Regions from separate parts of the Mus musculus genome. Here regions 1 and 2 are each linked to region 3. The links are chromatin contacts, called in public Hi-C and promoter capture Hi-C maps. All regions are on one chromosome and are shown on one strand. The core of a region is the stretch at or near the end of the contact, and the rest is flanking DNA. Distances in the headings are between cores, read along the strand shown. Region 1 has its middle 16 kb from the start of Sub1. Region 2 has its middle 47 kb from the start of Gm19276. Region 3 holds the start of Tars (threonyl-tRNA synthetase).

Evidence for each region. Promoter capture Hi-C pulls out the DNA fragments that hold promoters and counts their contacts. Hi-C and Micro-C count contacts between places; a contact is called where the count stands out from the background.
Region 1: a contact with region 3 is called in a Hi-C map of B cells, with 19 read pairs. The contact joins the enhancer-like site here to the promoter of Tars in region 3. A contact is called at or near these places in 7 of 39 promoter capture datasets (the C10 cell line, the HPC-7 cell line, embryonic stem cells and 3 more), 1 of 15 datasets of contacts at CTCF or cohesin (large pre-B cells), 1 of 484 Hi-C or Micro-C datasets (B cells), 8 of 115 datasets of contacts at active chromatin or transcription factors (the 230-238 cell line, acute myeloid leukemia, astrocytes and 5 more) and 3 of 9 other capture datasets (adipose tissue, embryonic stem cells and liver).
Region 2: a contact with region 3 is called in a promoter capture Hi-C map of liver, with 2.9 times the contacts expected there. The contact joins the enhancer-like site here to the promoter of Tars in region 3. A contact is called at or near these places in 7 of 39 promoter capture datasets (the 3T3-L1 cell line, the HPC-7 cell line, embryonic stem cells and 3 more), 1 of 15 datasets of contacts at CTCF or cohesin (the NIH/3T3 cell line), 1 of 484 Hi-C or Micro-C datasets (myeloid progenitors), 8 of 115 datasets of contacts at active chromatin or transcription factors (astrocytes, embryonic limb bud, embryonic stem cells and 2 more) and 3 of 9 other capture datasets (embryonic stem cells, liver and macrophages).

Annotation. Positions count from the first base shown.
Region 1 is chr15:12,009,414-12,013,963 of GRCm38.p6, reverse strand. No RefSeq gene overlaps it. Among named protein-coding and RNA genes, the nearest start is that of Sub1, 16 kb to the right of the region's middle. Within about 2 kb of position 3,048, at least 145 of the 459 cell types and tissues checked have an H3K27ac peak or open chromatin away from gene starts, as enhancers often do. A contact at or near this core is called in the 230-238 cell line, B cells, adipose tissue and 4 more, where this site is marked.
Region 2 is chr15:10,874,188-10,878,875 of GRCm38.p6, reverse strand. No RefSeq gene overlaps it. Among named protein-coding and RNA genes, the nearest start is that of Gm19276, 47 kb to the right of the region's middle. Within about 2 kb of position 2,340, at least 39 of the 459 cell types and tissues checked have an H3K27ac peak or open chromatin away from gene starts, as enhancers often do. A contact at or near this core is called in the HPC-7 cell line, liver and macrophages, where this site is marked.
Region 3 is chr15:11,396,642-11,401,219 of GRCm38.p6, reverse strand. It overlaps Tars (threonyl-tRNA synthetase), which reads left to right and starts at 1,562. Exons shown (of 19, transcript NM_033074.3): 1 at 1,562-1,734; 2 at 3,959-4,039. The coding sequence starts at 1,681.

The DNA.
Region 1 (4,550 bases), core at 1,799-4,298, 610 kb before region 3:
TTTTAATATGTCTCTGTGTGTGTTTTAACAAAACCAAAATTTCAAAATCCTTACTTCAACAGACAAATAAATAAAATAAATAAGAAGATGTACTGATTAGTTTTTTGTCAACTTGATACAAACTAGAGTCATCTGGGAAGTGGGACCTCAATTGAGAAATTGTCTCTAACAGATTAGCCTGTGAGCATGTCTGTGGGAGAATTTTTCTTATTAGTGATGTGAGAGGGGCCAGCAGACTGTGGGCGGGGCCACTGGGGGCAGCTGGTCTTGGGTTCTATAGGAGAGCAAAGTGATTGAGCTATGGAGACTAAGCGGCTTTCCTCTGTGGTTTCTGCCTTGGCTTCCCATAATGTTGGACTGACACTCAGAAGTGTCAAGTGTCTGTCCTCAAGTTGCCTTTGGTTCTATTCCAGCCACAGAGAGCTAGCAAACTAGACTACTAGGTAATTCATTCATGCTGTTTAGAGGTACAAAGTTTGTGTCAATATGAAACAAGGAGAGATATATATCTATATCTATATATATCTATATATATCTATATATACACATATATATATGTATATATTTATACAACATATACCTTTTTATGATGTATTAGCTTGAGTGTATATTTTTCTAGACTGTATAACTTTTAAGGAGTCAGCATATCCTGGAGTTAATCATACTGACTCAATGAGAAGACATGAGTTCAAATCCCTATAAGAAACATTTGTTGACATGTATCTGCCCACATTTTTGCACTTTCTTCCTGTTTGCGGCTCAGTGTGTTAGCTGACTTTAAATATTCACTATCCATCATGAATAGATAATAAATGTGGCCAGCTTAAAAATAATCACATTTTGTAGTCTTCATAGAAGCCCCGACAGAGTTCTTGCCAAGTGGTCAAACCTGGGAGGGATTTAAGGGATAGCTCTTTACAAAGAGATTTGAAGGGCCTGGGACATACATGACACCTAGGGTTCTATTCTCCACCACTGCAGAAACTGGACATGGTAGCACATACCTGTGGGAAGGAACATCAGAAGTTCAAGATCACCTCCAGTTTCCAATCTGCTGGCTACTTTTATGTCAACTTGGCACAAGCTAGAGTCCTTTTAGAAGGGGTACCCTTTACAGAGAAAACGACCCCTCCAGATTGGCCCATGGACAAGTTTATGATGCATTTTCTTGATTGGTATAGGAGGGCCCAGCTTCTGTGGGTTGTGCTACCCCTAGGCCGGTGGATCCATGCGTCATAAGAAAGCAGGCTGAACAAGCCCTGAGAAGCAAACTGGTAAGCAGTAGTCCTTAACGGCCTCTGCTTCAGTTACTGCCTCCAGGTTCCCGTTCTAACTTCCCATCATGCTGCACTGTGGTTAGGACACAGAAGCTGAAATAAGCTCTTTCCTCCCCAAGTTGCTCTTGTTTACAAAACCCTACCTCGAGGCCAGGTTGGGCTACATAGGGCTGTCTCAAAATTCACCAATCAGTTAGTAAATGGGAGTGGATATGACTGGCATACAGTATTATTGTTATCCTCCCAGAATAGCACATGGAGTAGGAAGGTAGCTATAGCCTGGTCTCTAATAGAATCACAGAGGTAGTCAGTCCTTCATGCCTGGACTGCTGGCCTCCAAGCTTCTTGCTGTGTAAGAGCTAGCCATTTACTTGGCCCAGCCACTGTTTTGTGTTCTCTGTTAGGTAAACTCTATGCTCCATCATAATGTAAGGAGGTTACTCATTTCAATTTTTTAATTCCAGTTTGCTGGTGCATTGTGTATTTGGCCATCTTTAGATTTGAATGACCAGCAGGTAAGAGTGAGTGAGTACATTGGAGTTCGACAGCTCTGGTCTGTTAGTCAGGCATTCCATCAGACATAACCCAAGTTCTTTGTGGCTCTACAAAGAAGCTTGCCTCTTGTTGCTGTGACTTGCTTTCTGGAGTGTGTTGTCATTCATAGATGTGGGCTCTTATGTTCTTGTGGTTCTGTGCAGCATAGTCTTGATACTACAGTCTGACCCGTGCAACGGAGAAAACGGACCCACATTTCCAGTTAAGTTGGACCGTAAGAAGGGGATGATGTTTAAGGTAAGCATGATGGTAAACGCCTGTCATCACAGCACTTGGGAGGTGGAGGCAAGTGGACCACAAGTTTGAGGATGGCTTGGGCTTCATACTAAGACTCTGTTTCAAGAAACCAAAAGTATCATGGTGGTGGGTCATACCTGTGATCTCAGTTACTCAAGGAGCTGAGGCCAGAGGATCGCAAACTTGAGGTTTACCTGAGCTACAGGGAGAGTTCAAGTCTAGTCTGCGCCCTAGTAGATCCTGTCTCAATACAAACAAACAAACAAACGAACAAACAAACAAACAATGTGAGGAGGGCCACATATTTATCTCAATGATAAAACTTGTCTAACTTGTGAGAGGTTTCAGGTTCAGTTTCCAATGTCAAACCAACCAACCAGTCAGTCAACCAACCAACCTAATAACATTTAAACACAAAATCAACCAACTAACCAACCAACTAACTGATGGTTATTTGAACACAAAACCGCCTAAAAAATGCAGATTCATTTGATTTGATCTAGTTTTACGTGTGTGATTTTGAGCAAGGGGCTTTGTGAATCTGTCCCTTGTCTTAAACAAGGTCCTAAGGCTCTCTTAAGAAAGTCAGAGAATATCTACAAAGAATATCTCAGGACCAAGTCTGACACATAGTAAGTGACTCAAAAGGATGAGCTTTAAATATTATTATTATTATTTTTATTATTATTATTATTAATCCAGTACCTAGTACAGATTCCTGGCACACACTAACTACTTTTTAATCATTTTCTTGTCAAAAGATAGGACTATAACTCATATAGCGTTAAGTTCAACCTCTTAAACTGTATATGATTTGGAAGGCTTTAGCATGCTCTGATCACAGATCTGGCCCAGTTTTTATTTCCGGGGAAAGAAACTTCACACCCGCTAGCAGTCACTTTGCTTTCGTTTCCAAGCGGCTGGTATGGCACCTTTCTGAGTCAGTCAACCTCAGTAGCTACTGACTTGATCTTGCTGGGTTAAAGAATAAAAGTCCCTGTTTATTCAGCAACAACTGAGATGCTGCCAACACATACAGTGCTCACCTACTACTCGGTAACAAAAAGGACAAGGACAGCAACGCAGCCGCTGATAATGACTGTGCATCCACCCCTTCGTGGGCTCGCGGTGCCAGCGGGCCAGCACAGGAATGTCCTGCGCCTGCGGTTTGCCGTGTAAGAGAATCTGAAGATGGGGAAGGGAAGTGTAGCTGTGCCCTCCTCATCCTCACGCCGCCGCATCTCTTCCTCCCTGCTCCCAGTGGTGGCTGCTAATGGGTCCGAATGAGCAGAAACTGCACCAATGGTCAGGGGACTGCCTCGAAAGCTACCGGGTATTATTAACCTTTTGATTCCAGAAACTTTTCGTAGATAGCGTTATTTTGGTCACACACAAACAAGGGTGAGTCAAAGCGAAAACGGTCTACTTCTCCTTCTGAGCTAAGAGTGCCTGCTCTTCACACCTGCACAGGGTGTGCCATCCCGGATGGTGCCTGGCGGCTGAGTCACAGCTGAAGGAGGAAATGCATTTTTACCTATTGAAAGCAACACCCCCACCCCCACCCCGAGGGGATTCTTATATTTTCATTATGAACCTTCCCTTACGTTTCCTTAACAACCCTCTTCCTCTACATTCTGTTTTCTTTTCCTTCCAATTTCACATCTTTTAGTGTTTCTTAGGGTTTGTTTGTTTGTTGTTGTTTTTCGAGACAGGGTTTCTCTGTATAATAGCTCTGGCTGATTTGCCTGCCTCTGCCTCCCGAGCGCTGGGATTAAAGACGTGCGCCACCACGCCCGGCTTTTTTTTTTTTTTTTTTTTTTTTTTTTGTACGTGTATGCGTATGTGTGGATGCTTGAGTGTAGATGCCCGTGGAGGCTGGGGGACCGGATCAGATCTCCTGGATTGGAATTACAGCTGCTTAGTGTGATGTGCACGAGACAGGAGCTGGGAACTGAACTCAGAGACTTTGGAAAAGCAGGGAGTAAATACTGAACAATCTCTCCACCCCCTCCTATCTTCAAAACTGTGGAGTACACCGAGAGGTCTCTCCCCTGGCTCTCCCCTGCCTTCCTGTTGGTTCCTTGCATTGAACTCAGGTTGTCAGCCATTGTGGCAAGAGCTTTTAACACTGAGCTATCTCACTGGCCCTGGTTGAATGAAAGAATGAATGAATGAATGAACTATTTACTGTTTATTGAGTCCCAGTCTCACCAGGAATTTCATATACAGACCCTAGTTTATAGAGTCCTGCCCGGTTCTGTCCCTATCCATCTAGTGCTGGGACTAAGGGCAGGCACACATACCCAGCCCAATCTTCTGATTTTTAAATAATTTTAAAATTCTTAAATTAGCATACAGAATACTATATATCATTATGGCATTTTCAATCAAATTGTGTCTTACTAGATTCTCCTTACCCCTACCTTCCCCTATCTCCCTGCTACTCCCTCCCCCTTCCAGCCCCTTCTCCTATGTCCCATG
Region 2 (4,688 bases), core at 1,091-3,590, 520 kb after region 3:
AGCACTAAGACCTCAAAGCCTGCCTACACAGTGACACACTTCCTTGACCAAGGCCACACCCCCTAATAGTGCAACTTCCATGGGCCAAGCATATTCAAAGCACCATACCTAGTAACTGAGAGAATATTAGGTCAGATATAGAAGGTGGATGGCAAATGGCTATTAAGAGGATCAAAGCTAACCTAAGATATATCAAGGAGCAAATTTCATGAAATAGTAAATAAACCACAATTCTGGTCTTACCACTGCAGCAAAACATTCCTCTGTTATTGTTAGGGAAACTTGAAGTCTTCAAAGTTGGTCAGAGGGTGATACAAAGATATCATGCATTGATAGTTGGTATACTATACATCTGTCAGGTATACGTGTTTATGAGCAACTGAAAAACAGAATTCTTAAGCAAAGGAAAACATGCTATTACCCTTTTAGTATCTCTGAGCTGAATTTTCACTTTCTGTCAAACAAATAAAACCAAATTACCCTTAAAGATTCCATCTCTTACTATACAAGTTCAACCCCACTCATTGGTTTCTGCCGCGGTTGCTCTATCTGAGTGCTGCCTGGTCAACTGACCACCCTTTCCCTTTAGCACACTTTGTGCTTTCTGGGCTTTGTAATGCATAGAAAAGTAATCAAGTCACTATTAAAATTTAAGATCTTCGCTCATGCAATCCTTTTTTAAGAAATCACTTCACATTGTGTTCTTCAGGAGACCCTGTACATGAGATGGATGGGTAGCTTCCACTGTCAACCTGACACAACTGGATGCAGGGGTCCAACTGAGAAAGTGCCTCCATCCCATTGGTCTGTGAGCATGTCTGGGGACATTTTCTTGATTGTTAATTAATGTGGGCAGGTGCCGTGTGGACAGTTCTACTCCTGAGCAGGGACACCTGGGCTCTGTAAGAAAGGGAGTTGAGCAGCCCAGTGAGGAAGCAAGTAAGCCAGTAAGTAGCCTTCCTCTGTGGTTTCTGCTTTAAGCTCCTGCCTTGAATTCCTGTCTTGGCTTCCTTTGACAATGGACTCAAACTGCAAACTGAGATAAACCCCTGTCCTCACCAAGTTGCTTTGAGTCACAGAGTTTACCACAGCAACAGAAAACAAACTTGAGCAATCTTAAAAGGATGACAATGCTCATCAGATAAGAGCCCTGACTGCTCTTCCAGAGGACCTGGGTTCAGTTTTACAGGGCAGCTCCCAACCAGCAGGGACTCCAGCTCCAAGGGATCTGATGCCGCTTCAAGCCTTTTTGGGCACTGCACATATGCGGCACATAGACATACATGCAGGCAAAACACCCATACACATAAATAATATAAATAACTAAAAGCTGGAGAGATGGTTCAGTAGCTAAGGGTCACAATGCAGTAAATAGCAGACAACTTTACACAAATGTAAAGCTTGAATGGTATATTTTTATGCATCATTCAGAAAGCTGGTGTGTACATAACAAAGCAAAACAGCAAACTTGCAGGAGCTGGGCAGTGGTGGCGCACGCCTTTAATCCCGGCACTTGGGAGACAGAGGCAGGCAGATTTCTGAGTTTCTGGCAGAGTCCAGCCTGGTCTACAGAGTGAGTTCCAGGACAGCCAGGGCTACACAGAGAAACCCTGTCTTGAAAAACCAAAAAAAAAAAAAAAAAAAAAAGGAAAGAAAAGAAAAGAAAAGAAAACTTACAGGATCAGATATATGTTCCCTCTGTCCTGACCAGTCATATGTGTTTGTTCGTAAGGTATTTTGTGAGCATATCACATACCTTATATACTGTACAAGTCTCTTGGGAAGAGTGGATGAACACAAAACAGATATGAAAATCCTGCTCTCATTGACTCCATGGTCCAATAGAATAATAGAAATTTCACAGGAAATCGCATAGATGATTGTTTTACTATAGCAACTACACCTACTACAAAGGACTTGCTTATTTCATATTTTCTGACCATCTTCCAACTTGCCCATTTTTAGGACAGTTTAAGCCATGACTCCATTTCTTTTCTCCAGTTTTTACATCAGTATCTTCTCTTGAGACTGGCTGGCTCTAAAAACTCACTTAAATAGAATACAGCAAATGATGTTTTATGATCCCTGAGTCTAGACACATTGGTTGTCTCTTCTTCATTCACAGATTACCCTAAATCAACCAGTGTTTATTGTTCATGGCTGTCTGTGGGCTTGTAATTTGGAACTGGCACAGCTAATTTCAGGATCCCTCTTGAGGTTTATAAAGATATCGGATAGGACTGGCCTCACTGAGGACTGACAGGCTAGAGGACCCACCTCCGAGCAGTTAACTCTGCTCACATGCTGCTGGCAGAAGTCTTCAGTTCCTTTCCGGCTCGGCTTGTTCCATGCCATGTGACTTTCTCAGTAGTGCTATTAAGGGTCATGGAGGCTGGTTTTCCCCCCACAGTAAGTGACTTAACAGAAACAGAAAGAGGAAACCACAATGTAGTGATTTAAATATTCCGAGGTTAATAACTAATACTGGGAAAATTAATATGGTGGCAGTTACTTTTTAACCAGCTATTACCCAAAGAAAAGGCACAGAGACCCTTAGAATTATAATAAGCTTCAGAGCACTGGCGCTAGCAGGCATCAGCCCTCTTATGTATTTTCTCTGTTCTCATGCCTTGAGCCCCAGTATATTACTTGCCATATTCGTTGATGTTGCTCCTGCTTCGTCAGGCCAGGTCTCACAGCCACATGCTGTGTCCATATTACCCCATGGTGACTTCTTTCCCCCTCCTCCTCCTCCTCCTCCTTTCCTCGATCTCTCCTGGTTGTCCCTACCAGTGATCCCAAGCCTGGAAACCAAAGCCTGCCTGCATCTCTTCTGCCCAGCTATCAAGTGGCTGTCAGCAACTTTATTAACCAATCAGGAATAACTGGGTGGTAAGGTTTACACAACAAAGGCTGATGTATGTGAGAATCTGCTCGTCTTGGAGCAACCAGATCTTGGGATGCAGAATTTAGCATTTGAACCCATAGAAATAGATCAAACCCCACCACAATGTCTTCATATCCTAAAGTTGGGAATCAAATACCAGAACTCTGTCTTATTTGATTATTTAGAAATGAGTCACCATTATTACCACCCACATTTAAAAGATAATTGACCTGAAGATAATTAAGCTCTGCAGATCAAAGGTAAGATTGTCAGAGTATTTGTGGGCCTGTCTAATACTACCACAGCAGGCATGAAAAAGGATGCCACTTCATAGCCGCTTGAGTGCCAGGCAGCAAACAGATAACACCAACAGTAAGAAATGTGAGTGCAAACAAATAAATGTTCATGTCCCTCCCAAAGTCACTTGTCTAAACTTGACCACTCTTAGGATATGATTAAATTATGGGAGCAAAGACCTAGAATAGCATTAGTGTCCACAGGGGGAAAAAAAAAAGAGTCCAAAGAGAAATCTCATTCCCCTTCTGCTTGTGAAGTTTCAGTAAAAAGATGGCTGACCTGGACCATCCCCAGACACTGAAACTCCAAGAAACTTGGTCTTAGACTTGACAGCCTCCAAGGCTGTGAAGAATAGGCTTCTATCATTTGTGAGCCACCTAGTCTATAGTATTTTATTGTGTGTCTTAAGACAGTGAGTAAATTATTCCATATAACTTCAGCCATGTTATTGAGACCTCACCAACACTACCACCACCATCTCTGAGTGCTACCAACTGCTCAGAGAACATCTCTCCTGGCAACTTTTCTAGCTCCTGAGCATAAGTTGTGTCTACTTCGGTCATAGACTTCCTCTTCATCAGATGGCACACTATGTGCCACAGAGATTACAGCAGGGATTCTCCGGGTCAAGGACAACTTTTCTGCTGCTTGAACATAGATAATTTGTTTTGCTCTTGCAAGCCCTAGGTTCATTATTCCTCAATTTAGGAGACAGGTGTAAATGAGGCTTACTGGGGGCTGGAGAAATGGTTCAGGTTAAGAGCAGTGGCTGCTCTTCCAGGAGTCCTGAGTTCAATTCCCAGCAACCACGTGGTGGCTCACAACCATCAACAGTGGGATCTGATGCCCTCTTCTGGCATGTAGGTATACATGCAGATAATGTACGTGCGCGTGTGCGCGTGTGTGCGCGCGCGCGCACACACACACACACACACACACACACATAAAATCTTGAAAAAAATGTTGCTTACTGATGAGTGCCATAAAACATGGCTCTCAATACATGTTCTAGGCTACTGTTTTTTATTTTCATCATTATTATTTTTATTTTCATTGATATATATATACATATATATGTATGTATGTGTGTATATGTGTGTATGTGTGTATATACACCTTTTCCCAGAGCTTCTGACATAAGTTCATGCTATGAAAACCTGGTCTCACAAGTGTAGTGTTAACTCCTCCTTGTAGTTCATTAAGACTTTGTCAGACATTTTCAACTTCCATTGATTTTTACCTCCTGAGTTTCTATTATCCTCTGCTTTCAAAACCACTCAAAGGACATAACATATTAATAAATTAGAAGTAGATTAAAGGCACATATTACAAAAATTGAGACACACACAAAAGTAAACTCTTTGTAAATAGCTGGCTGTAAACTAACATTGGGAAAACTCATGCAGGCCACATCCTATAACTATATAAAAGGTAAACTTTCTATACACAAAAATCAAAACTAAAGGTTAAGAATTCTGAGGCAATACTTGTTCTAGTATAAAAC
Region 3 (4,578 bases), core at 313-2,812:
GTGTCAGGCCTTGGGACCTCTCCTAGAGCTGGATCCTATTTTGGGCCTGTCACTGGACCTTCTTTTCCTCAGGCTCCTGTCCATTTCCATCCCTATTATTCTTTCAGACAGGAACAATTATGGGTCAGAGATGTGACTATGGGATGGCAACCCCATCCCTCACTTGTCTTCCTGCTGGAGGTGGACTCTATAAGTTCCCTCTCCCTACTGTCGGGCATTTCATCTAAGGTCCCTCCCTTTGATTCCTGGGAGTCTCTTATACCCACAACAAGGTTGGTGATAGTGATACCTTCAACATTTTTTTTCAGGATTGTTTTAGCCATCGTGATTTTGTGGTGTGTGTGTGTGTGTGTGTGTGTGTGTGTGTATCTAAAACTTAACATTCTACGTTCTGTAAAGAATTGTGTTGGAAGTTTGGTGGCAATTGCTTTGACTTTGTAGATTGCCTGTGGTAGAATGGTAGAATGGCCATTTTTACTGTATTTATCTATGAACATGGGGGGATTTTTATGTTTTCTGAAATTTTCTCAATTTCTTTCTTCATTGTCTTAAAGTTTTTCTTGTACAATCTTTCACTTGTCTTGTTTGAGTTACTCCAAGATAGTTCATGTTTTTTGAGGCCGTTGTGAAATGTATTGTTTCCCTGGACAATATGTTCCTTGGAAATGGGAACCTGCTCCTTGAAGAGTCACCCAGGAGGCATTTGTCACATTCAAGTGGATCTCAGCGAGTTCCAGGACAGCCGGGCTATACATACAGTGAGACCCTGTCTCAATTCTACTCGGCTGGTGTGTGTGTGTGTGTGTAGGTTGGTGGTGGTGTGGACATTGGGTGGACATGGTTGCAAACGCCTGTAATCCTCTAATTTGGGTGGCTATTGCAGAAGGCTCCCAGATTAGCCAGATCTAAATTGCAAGTTCGAGGCTATCCCTGGCTGCACAGTGAAGCAAAGAAAAAACACAGAACAACCCAAAAACTGGCAGCTGCTATTAGGATAAGCAGGCCAACTAGAACTTTCTGCTAAGCATTTTGCTTAAGTAGTAAAAATCTAATCTCGAGCTCCCGTGATATCAATGACTTTTGTGTGGAGTTTATTCCTTCAAGTAAAAAGTTAATTTTATCTCTGTGCCGTCTATGGGAAAACTCCGTGAGACACTGAGAAAGCTTTGATCAATGGCGCTTGTCCCTCAAACAGCAAATCGGTCCTATTCTCATGAGGAAGGCTGAGTCATCGCTTCAGATTATCAGCCAACGTTCCAGGTAGAGCGCATCTGAGATAAACCAGAGCGCCAGAGACCATATCCAGCAATTCCGGGAAACTCAGTCCAAGCAGCTCAAGTTCACTACGGTGGCCGCTAAGGCCATGCAAGCTACAGTCAGAAGGGGAAGAGTGCGCTTGCGCGCCTCACTACACAGTCTGGAACTAATGGGATTTCTTGAAGGGTTCGTCATTCTCGGCTATTCTATTGGCCAAGGAAAGGGAGGACCCGCCTCTCCGCGTAGCCCATTGGCCTCGTGTCCAGGTAGGGCGGGGCCAGGAGTCCCGTTGCATCAGCTGGTTAGCTGGTTCCGCCTGTGGCCACGTGGCGCACGCGCAGTGCGGAATTGTAGGTCTACACCGCCGGCTTGGGGTCTTCTCTGCGGTGCAGCTCACGGGTTTTGTCTCTCTGTGGTCCTTCCATGTCGCAGGAGAAGGCTAGCAGCCCTTCGGGGAAGATGGACGGCGAGAAGCCGGTGAGCAGGCGCCGTGGGGTGCAGAGAGCGGATGTGTTCTGGGAGCCGGCACTGCCCGGCGGGGCAGGAGTGGAAAGTAGCAGGGAGCAGTCGGTATTGGGGGCCCTGGGTAATAAGTTAGGAACTCTTGCTGGCAGGGTCTGGGGGGTGGGGGGGCATCTTCATCCTAGAGATCTGTGAATTGAGACTGAGTGGTTTGCTCAGATAGTAAGCATTTGGGGCTTAGACTCCCGCGCTTGTATTTTTTCACTAAAATAAGCGGGAAGAACATTTGAAGAACTTTTTAAAATCCTAAACTGCGTGGAGCAAAAAGCTCTAGTTAGGAAGGAAAAGCCAGTCCCCGCGATCAGATCCAGTTTGCCCAAGATTGGGTGCTAAATAAGGCTGGATGCCCCCATTGACAGACTGTTTTGAAATTAAAGCCTCTGTCTGCCAGGTGCTGGAAGCGACCTAAATAACTTCACACACATCCCCTTTAAACTTTGCTTTGGGCTGTCACCCACTGGTTAGGAACAGCATTTGTACACTGGCGTGTTTTCTGCCCCACCCCTCTTTTACAGCCAACTGTGCCTGTGTCCCCTGTGTATTTATTTGCCCTGGCACTTAGTCAGGCAGTCCAGGTGGCTACACAAGTTAAGATCGATTCCTGACTTTGGGGGCTCCCCAAATGTGCAGGACTGGAAAATCGTACTTCTCTGATTAGCTTGGTTGAGTTATAGAGAAGCACAGTCAGACTGTTTTATTGGGTTTGGAAAAATGAGGTCAGGTAAATCAGGCAGGGCAGGGCTGTCCAGGTTCAGGGGATGAATTGTGCCCCGGCTGTACAGGGAGAGACGGGAGGGAAGTGCAGCGATTGAGGCTATCAGTATTCTCTACGTGCAGGAGTTTTGTAGGGAGGTGCTATGTATGTATTGTATTGTCAAAAAGTGACATGGCATGGGGGTTTAAGGAACATTGGAAAGGGGTGAGGCCATATGACAGATTGTCTAGGTAACCATTGCTGACGGTTGCTAGGGTCTTCATCAAGAGGAGTTTCCATCCTGATAGGGCAAATCACTAAAATGCTTGTGTATGCGCTTTAAGCTACAGATTTAAGGCGATGAATGACAGGTATACATGGATAGATTTTGTTCCTATTTCCTTATGTTTTTAAGGTGTTTTATGGTTTTATAACTTGGTTACCCCTTTGCCTCCTTCCCTGCTGTCTTTTTTTAAATATTTTTTTTATTTAGATTTATTTATTTATCATATGTAAGTGCACTGTAGCTGTCTTCAGACACTCCAGAAGAGGGAGTCAGATCTCATTACGTATGGTTGTGAGCCACCATGTGGTTGCTGGGATTTGAACTCAGGACCTTTGGAAGAGCAGTCAGTGCTCTTACCTGCTGAGCCATCTCTCCAGCCCCTCCTGCTGTCTTTTAATCCTGCTAAACCCACCCTGTTACTTCTGAGGCCGACTGGGTTCTTGAGATTCGTCTGAGGCTGGAAGCTTCTTAAGATAATCATCCCCTGAGTGGGCATGTAACACTTCAGAGTGGGACTTTGTGAGTAAAATTACTTGAAATGTGAAGTGTGATGTCATTTCCTCTGTAATAATCAGGTACCTTAAACTTCTGGCAGCTTCCTGGGCGAGGTACAGATCTGACCCCAGACTTCGCTTGTCATCGAGAGCCGTCCTCAGCCCCACAGGCTGCAAGGCCTTTTTCCTTTCACACATAATCTTCACAGCATTGTTGTGAAGAACATAATTACATTCAGTGTGAAGAGGGAAAACAGCCTAGGAGATCTGAAGTGATAAACAAGTGATCACTCAGTCCACATGTGTGCTTTAGTCTCCCTGCAGAGAGCTGGTGGGGAGGGAGGGAGGGAGGGAGGGAGATAGTGCTCCCTGTCCCTCCTCGAAATAACTCTTATTGAACATGTTACATTTTTTTATTGCTTTGCATACAGGTCCAGGTAAGCTTATTGAAGGGAAAGTTACAGGGACAGTTATAAATGAAATTTGAGGAAGTGCGCATTGATAAGTGGCCTTTTCTTCCTTTCTTAGAGATTGTTTTAATTGTAAGTTGTGTAACTTGACTTTACTAGTGATGGAGTTTCCAATCTTTCAAAATGAGGTTGTCCATTTTATTTCATTGTTTTAAGATGATAGCTTTCTTAGCTGCAGTTCTGGAGAAGGTGTCAAGTTAGGCTGAAGTGCGAGAGTTCTCTTTTGCTTCTTCAGGTGGATGCCAGCGAGGAGAAGCGGAAAGAAGGAGGCAAGAAGAAGAGCAAAGATGGAGGTGGAGATGGAGGTCGAGCAGAGGTAATACGAGCTCCGTCACGGAGGCTTGGGTCTGGGGGGCTTCCGAGGAACAGGGGACTGTCTCAGATGCGCCCTACAGAAGGAGCGCATGTGCGCTGCACACACAGGCATTCTTTGCAGGCATTCTTTCTGCTGTCTGCACGCTGCAGGTCGAGCCCAGATGTTAGGCCTGCTGTCCCCTGTGCAAGGGCTCTATGGTCACTGAAGGCAGTAAAGTAGCACTCCTTGGAAAACCCAGGGAAAGGAGGGTTTTTTTTTTTTTTTTAAAGGAGCCTGAGAAGGAAAAAGGACTTGCAGGTACCCGCCAGTGCAAAGGGACGTGTGGATAATGGTAAAATGATCTCACGGTGGACATAGGCAGAAACGTGAAAGATGAAAAGTATAGAGAAAGGGCTACAGTTGTTGCAGAGCTGTCAAGACCGGGTGCTGACTTTCTGCTTCCTTAAGTGGGGGGGTAAGGGCTAGAGACTCCTTCTTGGGTTCCTACAAGTACAACCAGAACCAAACAGAATCCGGTTCCTTGGTTCCTCTGTCATTGC